Linked DNA regions of Rattus norvegicus: regions 1 and 3 are each linked to region 2. A link is a contact called in public Hi-C data. All regions are on one chromosome and are shown on one strand. The core of a region is the stretch at or near the end of the contact, and the rest is flanking DNA. Distances in the headings are between cores, read along the strand shown. Region 1 has its middle 210 kb from the start of Dusp10. Region 2 holds the start of Hlx (H2.0-like homeobox). Region 3 overlaps LOC120096338 (a long non-coding RNA gene).

Region 1 (3,084 bases), core at 465-2,964, 460 kb after region 2:
ATCCAGAAGTGCATCTAAGAGATTGCTGGGGCTCAAAGGGGCTCAGTGCTTGAGAGAGGTAACTGTTCCTCCAGGGGTCCTGAGTTCTTTTCCCAGCATCCAAGTCAGATGGCTCACAACTGCCTGAGACTCCAGTTCCAAAGGATCCAGTGCTGTCTTCTGACCTCTGAGGACACTTGCACACAAGGGCATGCTCCCCAACCTCTCTCTCTTCTCTCTCTCTCTCTCTCTCTCTCTCTCTCTCTCTCTCTCTCCCTCTCTCTCTCTCTCTCTCACACACACACACACACACATACACACACGCATACATGTGCTCACAACAATGTATACATCTTTAAAATAAGCTTTTAGAATTCTTTTCACCGGTTTGGTATCTTTTTGAGAGAGCAGAATGCTGTCTCCATTTTAATTTCAGCCACAGCATGAAGTTCTCAGTGCATAATAGATTGGCAAACAGCTGCATACATTGTAAGAAATCAGGTTAAGGACCACCACGTGATTTGGGAGGAGCCGGAACTGTTACGAAGGCATCTCTATGTGTTTGAAGGACTAGAATTAAGAAGGCAGAGGTGGGGAGGCACACCTTCTCTAAGGTTTTGTTCCTGGTATAAACAGCCCTGATGGGTACAAACACTAGATAAACTGAGACTAGATAAACTGAGTCCAATGTCCCAAGGGCACCAGCGTCAACAAATAAAACCAAGGGAAAAGAGCATCCCCCAAAGGGAACGAGCTCCTCAGGCCCAACAAGGCTGGCTGCCCTAGAGTCCACTATGATATTTAGATGGAGTAACAGTTACTTCTAGTAAACCACTCCTCCTATACTAGCTGACTATAGAGCCACATCTTTTCAAAATTTAATTAAAAGTGTAAAAAGTGAACTCTCAGAAATTTTCAGAGTAGAAAGAGAATGAAGGAGATAATTTCTTAAGTGATGAAAATATTTTGGCTAGTTCAAAAGAAAACAAAGCAACTAAAAATACTAGAGAGACACCCCCTACAACCGCGGCCGCTGAAACTCTTTAATTTGCAGAGTTTCTTAACAGATCGCAAGAGACAGTTCTTGTTCCCGGGAATGGCCTTAAATGTGTAATTTTTAAATGTCAAATCGTGCTTGGGTTACCCAATTCTAGTGCAGGGCCACTCCCAATTCTGGGGGCTAGGACAGACAAACAAAAATTCTCCCCACACTTTTTGGTAATGATATTTTTCAGCTGCAGCGCGGGCACAGGGGTGAGAGTGAAAACCAGGTGAGGTTGAAAGAGATCCAGGAACAGATGGCCTGGATTTTAACTTTTTTCTGGGCCACCTACTGCTCCGTCGTTCTCCCAAGGATTGGCACAAGATCCATCTGCTACTCTATTTAAATACTTAAACGAGAAGCTGCACAGTATTTGTCCTGGCTTTGAGAACTCTTTTTGTTTTTGCACCTTTACAACCAACATCTGGATGTACCACAAACATCCAGGAATGCTTTGGGTTTTCACAGTCCCAGAAACACGCCCTCTGCGCACAGCTCCTTGTGGGAAGACAGACCCCTGGTGGCCAATGACTGGAACTACAACCCAGGATTGTTCTGTGATTCTTGCTCTCAGAGTTTAGTTTGGGTTTTTCCCATCCCGATTCCTTCCCTGCTTTCTGGGCCCAGATTGCTGTGGAAGGTGGACATAGCGCAGCTGTGTGGAAGTAACTCTTAAGTTCAAGTCGAGAGACTTCCAGAACAGTTACATCAGCTCTGGGAAAGTTCCGAGTCACAAGGTCTCTGAAGTTGGCCAGAGCAACACACTAATAGTTTTTAAGTGACTAAAATCTCTTGGCCAAGTGTTTGGGGAAAGTGCTTGATCTTCACCTCAAAACGCCTGTACTTCCTCTGCCGACTACAAGATGCTTCTGTTTTCTTTGGTGGAGTAAAGAAGAAATGTCAAAAGTGTGAGCTCTCTCTTCCTGTAAGCCGCCAGAGGTGACCTGTGAACATGGTTTGCTACCCTCTTGACCCAGAGAACCCCACAAAATCATGCAAATCAAGAAGTCCAAACCTTCACGTCCACTTTAAAAACACCAAGAAAACTGCCCAGGCCATCAAAGGTGTGCATATCTGCAAAGCCACCAAGTATCTGCAGGATGTTACTTTAAAGAAGCAATGTGTGCCATTATGGTGGTATAATGGTGGAGTTGGTTGGTGTGCCCAGGCCATACAGTGGGGCTGGACACAGGGATGGTGGCCAAAAAAGAGTGCTGAATTTTGCTGCATGTGCTTAAAAATGCAGAGAGTAATGCTGAAGTAAGGGTGTAGATGTAGATTCTGTAGTCATTGAACACATCCAGGTGAACACTGATGAACTTACAGAGCTCATGGCCGGATTAACCCATCCATGAGCTCCCCTTGCCACATCGAGATGATCCTCACTGAGAAGGAACAGACTGTTCCAAAGCCAGAAGAGGAGGCTGCACAGAAGAAAAAGATATCCCAGAAGAAACTGAAGGAACAGAAACTCATGGCACAGACATAAATTCAGCACAAAATAAATGCAGATAAAGTTTTAAAAAAGAAGTGTGAACTCCTTTGGCACTACAGAAACAACCATCTCGATCATCAAAGTGTGGCCCCAGGCCGGGTGTGACCCTGTACCACAGCTAAGCATGGGACTGAAAGATGAACGCTCCAAGAAAATATGTATATACCTGAAAGAAACCAGAAAGCCTCTTCTGACCCTGCCCTGTCTATTCTGGTTCCTCGTCTGTTCTTGTTGAAGCTTCTGGAAGCTGGCTGAAAAGAGTCCCTGAACACTGTGTAGACATTCATTCTCGGGCAAGGATAGAACACCTAGATCCCCGCTGCTGCCATTCTATCTGTAAAGGAGGAGCCAAGACATGCGTCCAAGCAACGCATGCCTGCAGTCGGGTCAAAGTGTCCGCTGAGGTGACACACCATGGTTGAAGATTCACTGGTCTCCTCCCCTGCTATCCCAGAAGGTATAGTGTAATCAACATGGCTGGATCTCTTGTGGTATAACTGTAGGTCTTTCTGTTCCTTTGTTATACGCTTGCTACTGTGTCTGTGGTGTCAGGTCACACAGCCCCACC
Region 2 (3,154 bases), core at 162-2,661:
TTTTTGGTATCTTATTGCTGAGGGGGAAATAAGCCTGCCTTGAGCTATCATTCCGGAGACACTCATTTGGACAATCGAAAACAAAAGATTTGGCGGTTTCGTTATTGTCGTTATTTTGTTTTCTTCCTGAAATGCTCAACAACAGCTCATCTGGATGGCCTGTGGTCTGTTTGGGAGAGGGGCGGGGAAATCCATTCTGACTATAATTTAAAAGAGAACGAATTCTTAAAATAGAGATATGGATGCGACAGAAAACCCCCACTACACCCGGCCTGAGTTCTAAAGACCCCTAGTGAGAATGGAAGGCGCTGGCTGTAGAGGCTCGGACAGTGCCTCCCGCCAACAGGCCAGAGCGGATCCTGGAAAAAACTGCCACCGAATTAAAAGTAGGCATTTAATCTCAGAGGCAACCGCTCCCTGGCACTTGCAAAATGTAGGACCCCACGTGACCCGGGGATGTGGTGGCCGCGGAGGGTGGCACTTCCTATAAGGTGCAGAGAGGGGACACGCGTGCTGCTCTCCCGGGGCTGCACTCCTTGTTGATTCCGAGGCTCGGGGCAAAAGTTTGGCTCTGTCTAAGGGAGACGTTTGGAGCCATCTATCTTATTTTGTTTGAAAAGTCACTCTTTCAAGTTGTCACTAGAATGACAGCTCAGAATAAAACTAATTTGCGGCCGGCCCTCCTCCTGGCTTCTCGGAGGAGCTCCCGTGAGCTGAGAGGCCAGCGGACTATAGTAGATTTGGGTCGGGATTTTGGGTTGTAGGGGCGCTGAGAAGATGGAGGCCTTTACCTAGGACTTGTGATAAAAGCACTTGGAGAAAAGTAGAGAGAAGGAAAATCGCGTGAGAGCAGAATACGGAAGGGACAGCCTGTGGACCGCCAGCGTGGTCTGTTGGGGCGTTTGGGGGTTAGGGGGTGCAGTACATCAGAGTACAGGAGCCTCAGTGATCTCCTCCTTCGCAGCTCCAGAAAAACTCCTGAGACGGACTCCGAGGCTCTGCGGGTGGCGGGTCCCCGAGCTGCAGGGGATAGAGGACAGCCAGAGGCCCTAGGAGTCGACTTTCGGCCCCTAAGCGGCTCCCAGATACTCTCAGGACTCTGCTCAGCCCACGCGGCCGCAGAAAACACTTTGGCGTGGCCAGGGCGTGGCTGAGCGTGGGGCCACGCCCCCTCTTTCCCAATTCCCCTCCACTCCGGAGTCCCATTGGTCACGAAGACAGCCAATGAGCGCACGGATCAAGGTCCTACCCCGGGTCTGACTCGAAAGCTCCTGCCAAAACTTTGGGAGTTTTTAGAGAGGAGTTTTTTTTTTTTTCCTTTTTTTTTTTTTTAAACTAACGGATGATTATTGTTGTTTTAAATTTAGCTCTTAGGGCTTAGCTGTTTGGGTTTTTCTTTCGGTGTCGGGCCCCTGTCTCCCCGGCTTCTGCGGAGTAGCAGAACGAGGCCGCGTCCGCCGCCTCGCCCCAGCGCCGGGCGATCGCCTCCATCCACCGGACGGAGAGCTTGCCCGCCGCGCCGCCTTTCAAGCCAAGCCAGGGGCCCAGGCCGTGGCGGGCGGCGATCGGGCCCTCGCCACGTCCCTCGGTGGCGCTAGGGCTCCCGGGCTGGCCCTCCGCTTCGGGGCGAGCGGAGAAGCGAAAGCAGCTCGGGCTGGGCTGGGACACCGCCTCTCCCCGAGCACCCACCCACTTCCCCACTCACCCAAGACCCCGCCGGGATCCTGCCAGGATGTTCGCAGCCGGCCTGGCTCCCTTCTACGCTTCCAACTTTAGTCTCTGGTCAGCCGCCTACTGCTCCTCCGCGGGCCCGGGCGGCTGCTCCTTCGCCTTGGACCCGGCCGCTGTCAAGAAACCCTCTTTCTGCATCGCGGACATCCTGCACGCCGGCGTCGGGGAGCCGGGACCCGCTGCAGAGGGACTGGTGGGGGCCTCGGCAGCCCTCACCGCACACTTGGGCTCCGTGCACCCGCACGCTTCCTTCCAAGCTGCCGCCAGATCCCCGCTCCGTCCCACCCCGGTGGTGGCGCCCTCAGAAGTCCCGGCTGGATTCCCTCAGCGGCTGTCTCCGCTCTCTGCCGCCTACCACCAGCATCTCCCGCAGCAACCACCAACGCAGCAACAGCAGCCGCAGCAACAGCCCCCGCCTCCACCCCGGGCGGGCTCCCTGCAGCCGCCGACTTCGGGGACGCGGGTGGTCCCCCACCATAGCGGCTCCGCCCCTGCCCCCTCCAGCAAAGACCTCAAATTTGGTATTGACCGAATTTTGTCTGCAGAATTTGACCCAAAAGTCAAGGAAGGCAACACTCTGAGAGGTACGTATTGCTGGAAGGCCTCAGGCCTCACAACCACCAAAGACGGCCTGATGTCATGTTGGTTTGGGGTGCTTTTATATTTAAAGACAAAACGGTAGAATGAGGGTGATGAAAACGAAATTAAAGAAGACTGTGTGACATGTAAAAGTCAACTATTCCATGTTTTAAAAAAAATACTTTCGGGTTGCTTTAACAGCACAAACAAAAGTTTTGCAAAAGTGTGTGCGATCCACCTTTTGAATGAAATAAGTGCAGAAAGACCTAGATCTTTCTGACAGGGAAATCTCAGCATCGGGACACTTTGCATTTATTTGATTTCCGGTAAAATCCTTAAGAATTGCGGGAAAAGCAAACCGGCTAGTCTAAGCTCTTGACGGGAGAAGGCTGAGTGGGGGGCCTGAAGGGTATAAATATAGGGTTTGTAGAATTCCTGGAAGGCGTCCGAAAATTACCACCTTAGCAACATTTTATGAAAAGCCTTTCCTTGCTGTGGGATGAACTGGACATTCTTGACACACACCCTGGGGCAATTCAGGCCCCACTGGCGGTTGTCTCAGACAGCCTTTCTTGTGAATAAGGGGTTCTTTTGGAGTTCGGCAGGCTAAAACTGGATCAAGGAAGAAGGGAAAGGAGGAACAAATCTGCCTAGAGTGTATGAGTTTGTGCAAGGTGTAACCGACTCTTCTTTCGCCCTGCCCAGATCTCACATCGCTGCTAACTGGTGGGCGGCCCACAGGGGTGCATCTGGCTGGCCTGCAGCCTTCGGCGGGACAGTTCTTCGCATCTCTAGATCCCATTAGCGAGGCGTCTGCCATCCTCAGCCCCTTAAGCTCCAACCC
Region 3 (3,497 bases), core at 34-2,533, 270 kb after region 2:
GAAGGAAAACAAAGGAAGCAAATTTTCAGATAAAGCTTGGTACCTGGGTCAATGATGAGAAACTTTGAACTCTGTACTCTTTCGTTACTCCGGGTTGCAGCTTTAGCTGTGTGACCTTGAACAATCTGCGCACGGCTTTAAGCCTCAGTTTCTTTACCTTCAAGACATCAGAATGCTCATCGGCCTCGTTTCTCCTCGTCAAAAGGCTGGATAATATGATCTTTGGACACGGCTTGGCAGAGTGTGGGCTCAGAGACTGACACTTAACTGCTGCCGTGCAAATATCTGCCACAACCTAAGTTAGCAGGCGGAGGACCCGGAAGTTAATCCACCTGAGGCTTAACTCTGCCGAGGAGGACCAGAGAAGGTCAGAGAAATCCCTTCAGCTTTCATCATTTCTCCTTGTTTATGTCTCTTCATATTCCAAGAAGGAAGCAGCTTCCCTTCTTCTATTACTACTGTCCCCTGCTGGCTGGGGAAGGGAAAGACGGGAGGCCAGAGGTGAAGCACAAGTTGCCTCCTCTGGGCCTCTTCTCACACTTCCCTCTGCCAGGTCCTCGGGTTTCTTTAAATATTAAAGCCAAATAGGCTCCTATAAAAAGACGTGAGGGCATGAATACCATCATTGCCTCTTCAGTACTGTAAAATTTTACGGTTATGTAGGAACTCAATATTAAAATAAAAAGCCATGAGGAAATTCCTCTGGATAAATAATTAGTTGTTCCCGGAGACAGATCGCTGGGGCAATGAATTCTCCTTCTTTCTTTTTCTTTCTTTCTCTCTCTCTTTCTTTCTTTCTTTCTTTCTTTCTTTCTTTCTTTCTTTCTTTCTTTCTTTCTTTCTTTCTTGTCTCCTCTCTCTCTCTCTCTCTCTCTCTCTCTGACTTTTCAACGTAGACAGATGGTTTACGCATCTTCAGCATCCAGGGCTTTTGGGGGAAGCGTTATATAACCTCAGAGCAGTCACCAAATGAAATAAGAAATTCCTCGTTTGGCAGACAGAGCTCGCGTATAGAGTTCATAAACTTTAAGAATGCTCCCAAGTCCAAAATCAGAGACAACCTGCTCCAAGTCAGTTCCCATTTGCACTTAATTAGGGAGTGTGTTTTGGAGGTCAGTGAAAACCAGCGGAGTATGTTTTCATAATAACTTTCCTCACAATAAAATTATTCCGGAGGCAGCTGTCCAACTTTTTCTGGAATGAGGGCAAGAAAAATGAGGACACGAAGTGCAGTTATTGGATACCTTATCTGGAGCTGCCCAAAGCGTTGTCTGAGATCCAAAGAACACACAGTACCTTCTGGATTGGGGGAGAAGAGCCAAGCGCTTTTATAGTCTCAACAATTTTCTTTAACTGTGCAATTTTGCTTTATTGCTAACAAGTAAATGAAGCAGTTTGAGGATTTCAAATACTGGGGAGCAGAAGCCCTCCTGGAGCTGTAATTGTGTCATTCTTCCTGAAGGGAAGTGGGAAGGGTTTGGGTTGAGGACAACACAAGAGTCAGGTTCTGAGAAAGCAGTCGCTGTGTGCTCCTGAGCTACTCAGAGCTAACACAGTGTCAGGCGCACTGGGCATCGCTACCGCTGTGTGCATGTGAGCTGCTCAGAGCTACCTCAGAGCGTGAAGCACAGTGGGCATCGCTGCATCTGAGGGCAGAGTTGCAGATGGTGCTGTCCTTGCATTCAGAGCTCCAGAGAAAAAAGTGCTAACCCACGATCCTTGCAAATCTGAAGAAGCATGTTTCCTAATATTTTAGGCAAACAAACCCTAACAATTCAAGTTCTTTGTACCTCGTTTATTAATTTTTTAAATAATGTTTTTCAAACACTATGTTCTGTTTTTTTAAAAGATTTATTTACTTTATTTATTTGAGTACACTGTAGCTGTCTTCAGACACACCAGAAGAGGGCATCAGATCCCACTACAGATGGTTGTGAGCCACCATGTCGGTGCTGGGAATTGAACTCAGGACCTCTGGAAGAGCAATCAGAGCTCTTAACCACTGAGCCATCTCTCCAGCTCCATGTAATATGTTTAGATCTTATTTCCCCTCCTTAATTTCTCCCACATCTCATCTCTCTCTCTCTCACTCTCTCACTCTCTCTCACTCTCTCTTTCTCTCTCTCACTCTCTCTCTCTCTCTTTCTCTCTCTCTCTCACTCTCTCTCACTCTCTCTCTCACTCTCTCTCCTATTCTCAGATGACAAGAACAAAAATGAAAAATGTAAATTAAAACAAACAAAAACCCAATAATACAAAAAAAATGCCAAAACAAACCCCCCAACACACACCAACCACTATGTCTGGTTCATGTTGGTCACTCCTCTTGGCCCCAAGGCCTGCCCTGGAGAGTGGTTGATATACCCAGTGACAGTCCATTGGAGAAAACTGATTTTTCTCTTTCCCAGCAAGTAGCAATTACAAATAGCTTCTTGGGTCGGCATGGAGCCCTATGTCCACTCCCCTCTCAGTTCTGGACTCCTCTGCCTTAGACCTGTGTGCACTGCCACGGCCTCTATGCATTCACGTGTGCCTCAGTCCTGTGGTGTCTGGAAGACACTGTTTCCTTAGAGTCAGCCACCATGTCTGGCTCTTATAATCCTTCCGCCCCTCTTCTACACAGCTCTCTGAACCTTGAGGGCAGGGCTCTAATGTGTTATCCATCTTCTACTGCAAGAAGAGGCTCTTTTCTGCTGATGCCGAGCAACGCTCTGAGCTGTGAACATAGCAGTAGGAGTCATTTCATTGCTATCGTCCATAGCAGAATGACAATAGCAGGCTTTCTACTAGGCCCGAGGACCGTCTAGTCTCAGGCTCTTGGCCACTTTAACAGTGTCAGGTGTGGGGGTCCATCTCATGGGATGGACCTTAAAGCTACATTTACTTATTTTTAAAGTATCCTTTTAGCAGCCTGGGCTTCGCAATAGTGCTAGATCAGCCTGGGCTATATTGAAAACCTACCTCAGAAAGGGAATGCGAAAAATTGAAAACAGAGAATGAGACAGGAACGTAGTGGTGAAAGTTTATTGCTTTGGAGGTGTCATGGGGAGCATCAGGAGTTGAAGACCAGCCCCTGCTCTATAGCAAATTCAAGGCCAACCTGGGCTACCTGAAATGACCCTACCTCTATCATTGACCACCCAACAAGAATATCTTTCCAGATATTCTTAAATTCCGTTTGGTTTTTGTCACTCCCCTTAAATTCAGTTAGACTCATAGCTTCCAAGTTGAAACCGAGCTGGTTTTTATCACCCTAGGAAGCTCATGATTTTGACACATCAAGATCTCCATCTTTTTCTCCAAGATATCTCTCTCTCTCTCTCTCTCTCTCTCTCTCTCTCTCTCTCACACACACACACACACACACACACACACACACACACACACACAAAAGAGAGGGGGGTAAGATCAGTTATGTTATGCCGTGGTGTATGTTCAATGATGTTGTTATGATGTGATGTCTTGAAGCTTCTGAATGGAGCCTATGTCAAGCCGCT

What was found. Hi-C and Micro-C count contacts between places; a contact is called where the count stands out from the background.
Region 1: a Hi-C map of the A7r5 cell line shows a contact between it and region 2, with 8 times the contacts expected there. The contact joins the enhancer-like site here to the promoter of Hlx in region 2. A contact is called at or near these places in 11 of 12 Hi-C or Micro-C datasets (the A7r5 cell line, the Rat2 cell line, Schwann cells and 7 more) and 1 of 1 datasets of contacts at active chromatin or transcription factors (oligodendrocytes).
Region 3: a Hi-C map of Schwann cells shows a contact between it and region 2, with 4 times the contacts expected there. The contact joins the enhancer-like site here to the promoter of Hlx in region 2. A contact is called at or near these places in 9 of 12 Hi-C or Micro-C datasets (the A7r5 cell line, the Rat2 cell line, Schwann cells and 5 more).

What each region holds. Positions count from the first base shown.
Region 1 is chr13:98,356,046-98,359,129 of GRCr8, reverse strand. No RefSeq gene overlaps it. Among named protein-coding and RNA genes, the nearest start is that of Dusp10, 210 kb to the right of the region's middle. Within about 2 kb of position 1,714, at least 9 of the 93 cell types and tissues checked have an H3K27ac peak or open chromatin away from gene starts, as enhancers often do. A contact at or near this core is called in the A7r5 cell line, where this site is marked.
Region 2 is chr13:98,815,521-98,818,674 of GRCr8, reverse strand. It overlaps Hlx (H2.0-like homeobox), which reads left to right and starts at 1,411. Exons shown (of 4, transcript NM_001077674.1): 1 at 1,411-2,315; 2 at 3,016-3,154. The coding sequence starts at 1,733.
Region 3 is chr13:98,540,672-98,544,168 of GRCr8, reverse strand. It overlaps LOC120096338 (a long non-coding RNA gene), which reads right to left. Exons shown (of 5, transcript XR_010057117.1): 2 at 44-3,497. Among named protein-coding and RNA genes, the nearest start is that of Hlx, 270 kb to the left of the region's middle. Within about 2 kb of position 1,283, at least 6 of the 93 cell types and tissues checked have an H3K27ac peak or open chromatin away from gene starts, as enhancers often do.